Linked DNA regions of Mus musculus: region 2 is linked to region 1. The links are chromatin contacts, called in public promoter capture Hi-C maps. All regions are on one chromosome and are shown on one strand. The core of a region is the stretch at or near the end of the contact, and the rest is flanking DNA. Distances in the headings are between cores, read along the strand shown. Region 1 holds the start of Zfand1 (zinc finger, AN1-type domain 1). Region 2 has its middle 32 kb from the start of Chmp4c.

What was found. Promoter capture Hi-C pulls out the DNA fragments that hold promoters and counts their contacts.
Region 2: a promoter capture Hi-C map of hippocampal neurons shows a contact between it and region 1, with 3 times the contacts expected there. The contact joins the enhancer-like site here to the promoter of Zfand1 in region 1. A contact is called at or near these places in 4 of 39 promoter capture datasets (the SN4741 cell line, hippocampal neurons, macrophages and 1 more), 1 of 15 datasets of contacts at CTCF or cohesin (embryonic stem cells), 19 of 484 Hi-C or Micro-C datasets (the AML12 cell line, Sertoli cells, cerebral cortex and 6 more), 16 of 115 datasets of contacts at active chromatin or transcription factors (the SCID.adh cell line, a beta-TC-6 cell line, embryonic stem cells and 3 more) and 3 of 9 other capture datasets (adipose tissue, liver and pancreatic islet).

The regions. Positions count from the first base shown.
Region 1 is chr3:10,348,546-10,354,582 of GRCm38.p6, forward strand. Zfand1 (zinc finger, AN1-type domain 1) reads right to left here and starts at 2,772. Exons shown (of 8, transcript NM_025512.3): 1 at 2,697-2,772; 2 at 1-7. The coding sequence starts at 2,751.
Region 2 is chr3:10,395,829-10,401,865 of GRCm38.p6, forward strand. No RefSeq gene overlaps it. Among named protein-coding and RNA genes, the nearest start is that of Chmp4c, 32 kb to the left of the region's middle. Within about 2 kb of position 2,948, at least 7 of the 459 cell types and tissues checked have an H3K27ac peak or open chromatin away from gene starts, as enhancers often do. A contact at or near this core is called in hippocampal neurons, where this site is marked.

The DNA.
Region 1 (6,037 bases), core at 1,522-4,021:
AGAAAATCTAAAATTAGAGGAAAATATAGTAGGTCCTGGTTAGTGTCTGATTTTGATGTAGTTTTGTTTGTTTGTTTGTTTGTTGTTTTGGTTTTTCGAGACATAGTTTTTCTGAGTAATCCTGTCTGTCCTGGAACTTACTCTGTAGACCAGGCTGGCCTGGAACTCCGAGATCTGCCTGCCTCTGCCTCCCAAGTGCTGGGATCAAAGGCGTGCACCACCACTGCCTGGCTTGATTTAGTTTTCTTAAGCAAAAAAATCTGCTGCCAACTCTAAGAAAAAATTTCTTTCCAATGACCCAGTATATCATTACTATGTAATCATTATTAACCAAAAAGTACCAAATCTCCAACTCTAGGAAAGTGGCTCAATCAATGGGAGGTAGATGTTACTTAGTAACTTTGTTAAAACAAAACAAAACAAAAAAACAATGGTGGTATTTTTCTCCATTGTTTTGTTTCCAAGATTTACTAGGTATTTTTTTTTTTTTTTTAGAACAGTGTGCTGCAGAATGTATGCATTTGGTGTCAAAATTCTGGGTTTTAATTCTGACACCATTTAACATCAATCTAGCAATAGTAAGTAGTTTACTTAATAATAAAGCCGCAGATATACATGTAGTATATGCTGTATATATGTTTCTCTCTCTCACATAGATATATGTGTATGTATCAATCTCACTTATATCTATAATTCCTTATTAGTTAATTCATACTAATGCTGTCTATATACATATACTTTGTAAAGTTCACACAAGTATCAATCCTCAGTTATAGAAACTAATTATTAAAAACAATCACTTTTTTGTGTTTATTTTCTGTTTGACACAGGTCTCATATGGCCAAGGCTGGCCTCTAAACTCCTCATTCCCCCTTTTTCAGACTCTAGAGTGCTGGAAATACAGTATGAGCCCCCATACCTGGCTCAGTCACTTTCTAACTGACTTCAATCTATCTCATATATGAATCCCAGCAAGTGGCCACATAAGCTACACAAACCCAGTCACACTGCTTTCACAATGGCAACCAGACAGTACTGCTCAGTCCTTTACAGAGAACTTTAATAGTCCAGAAAAGATACCTTGTAGGGTATCTTAATCCAAAATGCCAAGAGGGTCCCCCTAGGTAATCATGCTTGCAGACTAAGGGCCCGAATGTTTTCCTAGAATGAGAAGCGCCTAGTGAGCTATCACTATTGTTATTAAACGAATCATAATACTGTGAGCTTCAATTTCATGCCAAGAAATTAGAGATATGTGTCAATATGTAAACTCAAACACATAATCTGCAGAATTTTTATACTTTTTTAGATTTATTTTTCTTATTATTGTGTGTGTGTGTTGTGTTTTCTTGTTTGACACAAATGGAGGGTGGAGGATAACTTTTCGGGAATCAGTTCTCTCTTCCCACTGTGATTTTGAGGCAGGGTCTGTCTTACTCCTGGCTAGTGCCTCTGAATGAGGGTCCTGCCTACAGCCATGCTCCTGTCTGAGACACACGCCGAGGTTTGGATTACAGACTTTGTCACTGGCCCATTATGTCACTTTCAATGGGAAAAATTGGTTGTGTTTGCTATTTTGAGACTTAGAGGGTTCAAGCAAGTATTATATGCCATTCAAGGTAGCCCAGGAGGAAGAGTTATGATTAAAATAATTTCTTAGCATCACATATCCCTACTTAACTGCACCCCCTTTCTGCTAGTCCAAGAGATAGGCCTCATCTTAATAACACTACAGATATGTGAAACTGGAAAGGATGAGCTATATCACAGATGGTAGATATATTTAGACATACTAGTAAATCAACCTGACAAGATGTATATAACTTAACAGTCAAATTCAAATAGCCAAGCTTCCCTAGGAAAGGACTACATGGGGAAAAAAAACCAAAAAACAAAAACAAAATTGATCTGCTGAGTGAATGGTAAAGGACATATACAACAACACGTCCTGTCTTGCCTTTGCTTAGTGCAGGCATCACCTACTGCAGGAATCCAGGCCAAACCCAAGAGCTGCATTCAAGACCTTGTTAGGAACTAACAGAAGCTGCAGCATGAGGAAACCCTCTGCTCACATTTGGAGTGCGATCTAACAGACTGTGAGCCTGACGCTTTAAGGACTTGCCGGCTATAGGAGTCTAAACACCCTGAACTTTGACGCATACCACCAGGGCCTATGTTTATGACAAGGTCTACCATTACCATAGTATTTATTAAACCTTCCTAAAATGTGGTTTACTGATCTGCAACTAATAGCTTAAGTTAATATTAGAAACACCAAGACGTCTAAAAACCTGCGAACACACTGCTGAAAACTGATGCTCTTCAACGCATTTGTCAGACAAAAAAATAAAAAATCAATCAAGAAAAAGCCTGGGAAAGTGGATGCTCCACGGTGGCAATGGTAAGGACCGAGGGGAACTGGAGTCCTGATCTAAGTCGCTTCGCCGACCAGGGCTTCTTGAGCAAGGCCATCTGGATACCCCGAGGAGTCTGCAAGGTGTGCATTCGGGATCTGCGTGCAAACCAAGGGAGCCACAAAGTTCGCCCCTACACCGAGGAACAGTAACAAAGACACCACCAGTATCACCCTGGAAGGTCGCTCACGCCCCGCGTCCTCCCTCACCCGCCGCCACCGCCCCGGCCGTCAGAACCCGGCCCAGGTCTCCCGCGGATGAAAATGGGGCTTCCAGCGTCACCTCGCTGCCGGCAGTGCTGCACCTGGCAGTGCTGCCCAATGTCCAACTCCGCCATCTTTCCACCGCCGCAAGGGCAGGGGGCGGGGCAGCGCTGGGAACGTCAGTCCGGAGCGGGCAGGACCGAGGGCGGGGCGTCCTGTGAGGTGGGTGGGGCCTGTAGTGGGGCAAGGCGGGGCTTTCGGGGGCGGGACCCCCGGTGGGGTGGGGCGGGACTCCGCGATGGGGCGAGGCGAGCATGCGGGGCGGGGCCCACAGGAGAGGCGGGGCCTTGAAGACACTTGCGCGCTTCCTGGAGGTTCCAGCACTCTCCAGAAAGAGAAGAGACTTAGTAGAACTCAATTCTTGTAGCTGAGGTTCTCGGGCTCAAATTTGAGAAAAACCTAGCTCCTCTTTTGGAAACTGCACTCGCTGTTCTCTACATTGAGTCTCCAAAATTGAGAACTCCCTCACGAAGATTTCTTGATTTCTTAAGTAACTGTATTCCCAGGAGCCAACAAAGACCTGGCAAGAAGGAGCTAAAGGAGTCTGCAACCCTATAGGTAGAACAACAATATGAACTAACCAGTACCCCCAGAGCTCATGTATATGTAGCAGAAGATGGCCTAGTCGGTCATCATTGGGAAGAGAGGCCCCTTGGTCTTGCAAACTTTATATGCCCCAGTACAGGGGAACGCCAGGGCCAAGAAGTGGGAGTGGGTGGGTAGGAGAGTGGGGGGAGGGCATGGGGGACTTTTGGGATAGCATTGGAAATGTAATTGAAGAAAATACCTAATTAAAAAAAAAAGAATGCTAGCAAAAAAAAAAAATGTTATAGCAATCAAGAGAGGTACCGGGACACTGATTACTATATTGTCTTGATGTTTTAGTTTGAAGTAAATGCCCTCACCATGAAAGCATTAGGCTTTTGTTTTTAATTTAAAGGCTTCTTTTAATTATTTGTTAAAATTCTAGTAAGGAAAAAAAAAAATACATGCAACTAAAGTGTACATCGCTCCTCGGTTAGGAGAGCACACTGCAGAGGCAAGCTCCTAGGTCATAGGATGAAGGGAGCTGTTTGATGTCTGACGAGCCTCTTCATTAGAACTAAGGGGAGGCCTTGCCTTGTAGGTGGGGTAGGAAGGGATGTCTTTCTACTGACAAGACACTGGACACAATCAGAGTGGATGAGTGACAATCAGCTGCAGACCTGAATAGTCTCCCATGTGACTTAAGGGTACTCAAATGCTCTCCTGAAGAGTAAAGTGAATACAATTGCCACACACCATACTTTTTCAGTGCATTCTGGATATTCGAACAGACACCACAGGCTTGGGCAGCAAACAGTTTTTTCAGAGAGCTAACTCCCAGCCCTTGCGATTTCTTGAATCTAAGGCTCAGCAACTTACGTTTTACTAATGTTGGTACAGTCAAGCAACAGTAGATTTTCTAGAATGTTACCGTGACTGAATGTTCTAAATAGATGGCAAATATATATCCCACCAATCCAATCAGAACATTTCTTTTTCAGCTCTTGGAGATCTCATAGCAGCCCAAGACTAAAGTTTAGCTACTCCTATCCCCGAGTCTCCTTTTCTGGTTTTTTCTTTAGATATTATTTACCAAAATCTATCTCTCCATCTATTTGTGTTCAACCCCTTTGTTAAATATATCCTCACTGATGAAATTCCAGTGATAAATGAATCAGAAACTCCTCTACCTCCATACTTAGTCATGACAACTTTTTTTAAAAACATGAGCTCTCGGGCTGGTGAGATGGCTCAGTGGGTAAGAGCACCCGACTGCTCTTCCGAAGGTCCGGAGTTCAAATCCCAGCAACCACATGGTGGCTCACAACCACTCACAATGAGATCTGACTCCTTCTTCTGGAGTGTCTGAAGACAGCTACAGTGTACTTACATATTAAAAAAAAAAAAAAGAACAATAAATAACAATAAATAAAGGGGTGGATGTAGTGCACACTTGTATGTAGTCAAATATTCATACATGTAAAATAAAAATCTTTTAAAAAAAAAAAAAAAAAACATGAGCTCTCCATTTCTAGCAGTCTGTTATGAGTACATGCTCTGTGTTATTTGACAATAAAACTTAAGTGCAAAATGAAGGCTTTTTTTTTTCCTGTACCATTCCATTTCTAACTAAAGCAGTCTACTGCACTAGGAAGCACAAATGCATGCCCAAACCTGCCCTTTCTTATGTGTGCCATGGAAATGCCCCCTAAACACCATGGAGTCTTCTTTAGAAACATTCTTCATTCTCTATTTATTCTCTGGATTATTTTTATGAGTAAAAAGTCATTTCCTTGCCCAAGATATCCCTTCATTTCTTCATTAGGCACAGCATTCTGTAGTTTGTTCAGTAAAGTTTTTCAGCTGCATCCTCGACTCTTCTACCCCATCTCCAGCTTCACAATGTCTCCCTCCTGTCCAATAGAATTTTGAGTGCTCTTTAATGGCAGGTGCCATTTTCTTTTCTCTAGAATGTTTCTATGTCAAGGGTTCCCAAATTTCCTTCAAACTATGAATCACCTGCATGCTTGCCACCCTCCTCCTGGGGTCCAATTAAAGGGTTGGGAATGGCTGTAAGAAACTGTAATTGCCTATACGTTGGTCCTTATCCGGTACATTTAGGAAACCCTTTGTCCCCTACTCTGCTTTCAGCATACACATCTTGCAAGGAAGGTGCAGGTATAGTTCTGTCCCTCGGGACATCAGACATCTCCTTTAGCAGCACTATGCACGTTTCTGATTAGCTCTACCCAGATCCTATTATAATTTACTTGACTCCAGCTCTCCATTCCCCCTTGCCCCACCCTAACCCCTGCTTTGGATTCTATTATTTACATAATAAAATCGTTCTTGGGTCCATTCAGCAAGCAGTCTGAACATCTCCTACATTTGAGGTACTTACTGTTCTATATTTGATACAGAATTAAATACAGCATAGTCCACAACTACACTGAACTCTTGATCTCTAAGGGATGTCTTTGTCATTTAACTTATTTTAAATGTTGTCCCAGCCTGCCTTTCCCTTGTTGTCTTCTGAAGCCTCAGTGCTCTGCAGCCGGCCACCCAGCCCTTGCGCAGCCATTGTCTTTACTTGCAAGCCATCAGGGAAATGCAAATCAAAATCACTCCTCCATTGCTGGTGGGAGAGCAAATTTGTACAACCTCTTTGGAAATCAATATGGTGGTTTGTCAGAAAATGAAATCAATCTACCTCAAGACCCAGATAGCACTCTTGGGCATATATCCAAAGGACACTCTATCCTACCACAAATATAAGCTCAACTATGTTCATCGTGGCTTTATTCATAGTAGCTAGAATCTAGAAACAGTATAGAA
Region 2 (6,037 bases), core at 1,698-4,197, 47 kb after region 1:
TTATGATAGGCTACTGTGGCAAATCGTTCTCAGCCTAGAAAAACTGTCACAAAGTCACACATTCTGGGATGTTCACCAAAGCTATGCCATCACCGTATCAGGGATCGAAGTGGGAGACCTCAGGCTTTGTTCTTGTGTCTTGTAAGATATTCATCCAAGATAGTATAAAAACAAGCCCAGGCTAGTGATGAGAGTCAAGGGAAATGAATGCTCTGTGTAAATGGAAGAATTGCCCCGAAGCAGAGAGGCCTTGAGACTCGGGGCAACCACAGCTGAGACACTTCTTTCTCAGGGTGGTCAACTGCAGGGAACAAGACTGCTATTATTTGAGCAGGTGTTCTCTTCAGGAGTCATATTCCAGGGTCAGACCTTGAACTGGCCTACATGACTCATATATGTACCCCTGGGCCAGCCATCTAGATCCTCCAGAATGGAAAAGCAAGATGGGGGTGGGGAGGGTGATAAAGTCCTGTAACCAAGGTGATCTTGACTTGCCAAAGAGGGAACTCCTGCCCATGGAAAACTTCATTCTGCCTGCCACCATTGATGTCCAGTCTACAGTGGGGAACAGCTCAACCCTAATTGTAATATTTTCTTCCTTGGAGGACATAAACAGAGCATTGGTTTACTTAGTGGAAACTGAAGTAGCAAAGAATTTAAACTTCACAATGGCATCTGTCTTACTAAACAAATTAGATAGTATGGTAAAGCTAGCAAGCCTAGCAAGAATAAGATAAACAAATCATAAAGATGCAACGACTAGTAAGGAACCATTACTTTACAGCTCCAGGACATTAACAGATGACGCGTTATTCAATTTCTGTCTTGTCTCTCTCTCTCTACTTTCTTTCTCCCATCTCCTTAATTTAAGACAGACGTTAATGGTTCTGTGGAAGGAAGTGCTCCTTAAAATAGCTGGAGTCCTTCCCCATCTTCAGACTCATATCATTTACTTTTTGGCTCACTAGAAGTTTTATTGCCTATATACAGAACACTTGAGCTATTTTTCAGAAGAAAACAAGCCGGGAACCCTGAGGACTGTGAAGCTAGGGCAGTGGAGCACTGCTCAGAAGACACACACTCCAGCTTCGAGCACGACGAGGACGAGGAGACACACACTCCAGCTCCGAGCACATAGGGATGGATCCTCAGACGAGGAAGGCTGCAAGGGTGCACACACACTATGAAAGGCTAGAGATACGTCTTCTATGATGCGGGGGAGTAGCTGGTCCCTTTGGAAGCAGGGCAATTCATTTCGGCCTCTCTGTGGGATCGGATGTATGTGTGTAGTTATTGTTTTGTTACAGAATACCACCTCATCCTCATGTTGATTTCTATGGTCTCTGTTACCTGTGGATGACTACCACGTGAACACATAAATCAGTGGAATTGTAAGTTACATGCTGGTCCTAATCTGCCTTGTGCATCTGGGCATGTGATGTGTGCATGTCCTGTGTGTACACACCATATATGCTACCGGCTTAACAGCTAACTGGTGGTCTTAACCATCAGATTACCACAGTATTACAGTGCTTGTGACCAAGTAACCCTTATTTTACCTGATAATCATTAAAAGAGGAAATATCGAGGCACATGTAATTTTATTGTATTATATTGTTGGAATTACTCAATTATGTCCTTTCTGTGCCTATTATACAAACTATATGTGTGTGTATGTATGTGTATATGTGTGTTTCAGCATAAATATACATAAGGGGAGATGGGGTATGTACAGGGCTCCGCCTATGACTTCAGATGTCCTTTAAAGACTGTGAGCCATAGTCCTTGCAGACCTGTGTACATGTGATATGTTTAAACACAGATTGCATAGACACTAGATTGCTCTGCGTGCCTTTGGGCATGGTTCTGAAAACCTCCTTGCTCTTTATGCTATTTTGTTGTGTTTTCTGGCCCTAACTCTTGCTTTTCCTTTTCTTGGCTTGCTAATGAGAAGTTACCACATTCGCCATAGTTTCATTGCTCTTTTGAAGCTTCCACAGTTCTGACTTTAGGTTATACCTTGTTATGACCCTCTTACAGCCATGGCATTTGGAAACCCTATGCCTGAGCTATAAAACCTCATCTTCCCATCTTCAATGCTGGTCTATTAAACCCCTCATTGCGGAAGACAGCCTATGTAACTAATAAAGCTTGATTTAATTGGTTTGTCCATGGTTTGTGTCAGTGGTCTTTCTCCTCAAATCTGTGGGAATAACAAGGTAACTGGGAAAAGAAGCCCAGATAGGTATGAGAGGAAAACTATATGAGTTTAGGTAAGAAACAGTAAATAGGATGCGATAGGAGAGGCACAGAAATACAACAGTCGAAACTTAATCCATCAATACAAGAGCTTGAAAAGTTAGTTATGCCAAAGCAAGGCTGACAAAATAAAAATAAGAGGATTCCTCCTGGCCTTCCTTCCCTTGAGAGGTGTTCCAGAGCAAATGCTGTTGTTGGTGCTTCTAATCCAAACCTGTTAGATTAGATTCCCTACCTGTATGGTGTGTCAGACGGGATCCTGTTGGATGGGATTTCTGCCCAGAAGTGAGTGGGGTCAGCCCTCCCTCAAGTTATTTAGCCTTCAACTCGAGTGCTGCTCCAAGATAATTTCATCCATCTTCTTTCTATGCTGGATGGTCAGCCACTCCTTACAGGAGTTTCAACTTCCGGTTCTCTAGGTAGCCAGCCCCACCAGCCCCACGTTCTTATCTACCTTTTGGGCTGGATGTCTTCCCAGTACTTGAGCTGTCAGTGGGGAGGTCACGTGGTTCTGCCGTGTTTGTTTGTTTGTTTGTTTGTTTGTTTTTCCGGGCCTCTGGGCTGTGCCTCCTGCAGAACCACTTTAATTGCAGTTTCAGGATTTTCACCGTCTTTCCCCCAGCGTAACTGTTAAGACAAGTGATGTGGGCTGGCAGACACCCTGTGATTCATGAAGCACGTGACTCCTCTTTCCAAAATTGTGATTCTGCTGTATTCACTTCTGGAAACTTTCCCTTTCTGGTTTGTGTGTAAATCCAGCCCACAGGAGTGAAGATCTTCCCTTCCCGGTGGCTTTCTTCAGTGCGGTGTGTCCATAGCGTTCTTATTCTCCGTGTTGTCCCTTTCACACTTAGTCTCTTTTATGTTTCGCAGACTCACACCCTCTTTCGTGAGCAGGCCAAGTGTTTTCTTTGCATTTGTGGGGGTGGGAGCTGCGGTGACTGGATTGGGGGTCACCATAGTAACAAACCTCTAGGCAAATCTTCGTGGGAGTTTCTAGATTAGGTTACAGACGTGGGAAGACCCGCTCTAATCATGGGCAGCACAGTCTCATGGAAGCGCGACTAAGTAAGTGAGCTGGGCAGCAGCTATTGTCTGCCAGTTTGCCAGGGTGTCAGCATGCAGCTGTTCCTAGCTCCTGCCACAAGACCATCCCCACCACGACTGGGCACCTCCAGACTACGAGCCAAAGCAATTCATCCCTAAGTTGATTTTGTCATGTTTTGTGAGACAAGGAGCTAAAACAGTATGGAGAAATGCTGTGTGTCTATGCTTTCCATCTCTGTTTACCTGAAGACACCGGACTGGTTTTGTTGTTTGTTTGCTTTTTAATGAGAGATTTTTTTCAATTACTTCCGTTACATTACACATGATTGTTCAAGTTTTATAATTTTTTAGTTAATATTGAAAGGTTGTAAGTATTCAGGCTTTTTTTTCCAGGATTTGTTTTAAAGAATATGTTTTTTTGTTTTTGATTTTTAGTTTATAGTAGCTCCGTTTGATCCTCTTTATTATTTCTGTAATGGTAATGTCTCTGTTTCGACTCTGCTTGGTTTGTTTGATTGCATATAGGGGTTTTCCCCCATATAATATATTCAGGTGATGGTTTTTTCTCCTCTCCTCCGGATTCACCCTTTTTTGTCTCTCATAAGAAAATAAACAAGATTCTAAGGGATAATGATAAAACATATAAGATAATAAGATAAAATAAAGCCAAGCACATCAGAATGGTAAAGAGAAGAAATTGCCAAGAGAGTCTCAGTAAATGAAAGCCACTGTTGAAATTCTTTGAGAAGAAAATGGACTGAATGAATACTGGTTTAGCTGCTTCCATTTGTAGCTGGCATAGTCAGTCAGTCGTCTAAGATAAGTCCTGGGATGCATCTCCCCGAGGTCAGGCAAGTTCATCAAGTATGAGCTGCTCAGTCATCTGAAACCTGGGGGATCTTAATCTTAGGTAGGCTGATTCTCTGTTGGGAGGGAGTTCTTTGCAGAATGTCATCTTATGCTGTTATCCACAGTAGCCACCAGGAGGCACTCTAAGCCCATCATAAATGCTTAGGAAGGCGCACTGACTAAAATCTGTCTCCAATTGTGGGAAATTGAGAACAGGTTGTATTTTATTAATTGGATTGTAAATGAAAATAGTCGTTTCAAAACGAGGCAATAGGGCGGATCATATAGTTTAACGGAGACTCTGAGAAACTACGGCCTTTGAGGTGGCTTTTGTTTGCCCTTTTTCATGACCGCGAACTGCTGGGGTCATGCTACAGGTGGCAATGGCACTTGAGAGTGCGTCCCCAACTTTTACTACATATGGCTGTGCCTGCAGTAGCCGGAATACGATGCCTATGCTTAGGGGATAATCTATGGAAGACTAAGAAACCTTGATTAGATTCGAGCTTACTGTAACCAGTAGCCTTAGATGCCAGGGCTCTGGCTCCTCTTCACAGAAGAGGCAGGACCTCGTAACTCTAGACTTGGGTAAGAGAACTACTGCCTACCTTACAGGAAGGATATAGGCATTGCACTGTATCCCACAGTCTTGCCTTTAATCCTTGAAAGAATCCACTTAGGTGAGCATCCATTGTCCACTCCTGTAAGCAGATATTCAGAAAAGCTCCGTTCTGGATTGTGAATGGCTGAGATTGAGGCTCTGTATGTTTCCAGTTGCTGACAAACCGATCGTCACAGGATGGAGAGGCTTGCAATGAAACACTTTTAAATCCTATAGGCCATAAATAATTCAAACACTCAAGGGTCTCAGAAGGCTACAATGAAGGCGTGAGTAAAGCTACGATCCAGTCTTCTGGTCTTCAAAGCCACCACGTTGCAGCTCATTATCATAGCCAAGAGGTGGCGCTCTGCTTCAAACAGGTTACACAGGGCTACCCAGACAACCACAGATAGTCTTTTCATTCCAAGGTCTTTCATTTCATTACATCAGAAAAGCCATTCAAAAAGGATAAGGACATTTGGGAGCTAAGTTGACACATCACTTGCTCTCTGAGTCAGTTCATGTATAATTCTGTTCGGTTTTTTTGAGCTGCCTGACTGTGTGTGTGTGTGTGTGTGTGGCTTACTTCTTGTCATTAATTACAGCATGAAACAACCTGTATACAAATATCTCTGAGCCTCTCTAAGCGTGGATTACTAATGAACTCCTAGTGTGTGCCAGGCATCCTACTAGGTGGTAGCTGTGCAGTGGTAAAAAGCCAGGCTCTTCTCTCTCCACAAAGTGAAATGAGGGAAGTCACGGAAAACAGATGGGTGAAACAGAGTTGTCACACTGGCCCTGTGGGAGAAGAGTTTAAAACAACATTCTGTGAATGCTTGAGCAGCCACGAATTCCATGAGACCTTTTTCTTTTCACTATGGATTCTATGATGAGGGGAAGTACACTCTGTCCAGAGCGGAGGGGACCACACTAAATCAGCATGACCAATGGCTGCTATGGTTCTGTCTGAGTGCCAGAGGCCTGGACTGCACTGAACTTGCCTAGGATGATGGCATTAAAGTGTGATTCAAAACACTCAAAATTTAGTCTACAAAATAGACATGAGTCCAGGGATCAGGGACAAGATGGAGAACTCTGTCTCTGATGAAAGTGCATTTCAAAGATTACAGGGATGACCCAATGTGGTGGTTTGAAGAGGTTTGGCCCCAATAGACTCACATATTTGGATTCTTGGCCATAGAGAGTGGCACTATTAGGAGGCTTGGCCTTGTTGGAGGAGGCATGTCACTGTGTTGATGGTCTTTGAGGATTCCTATGCCC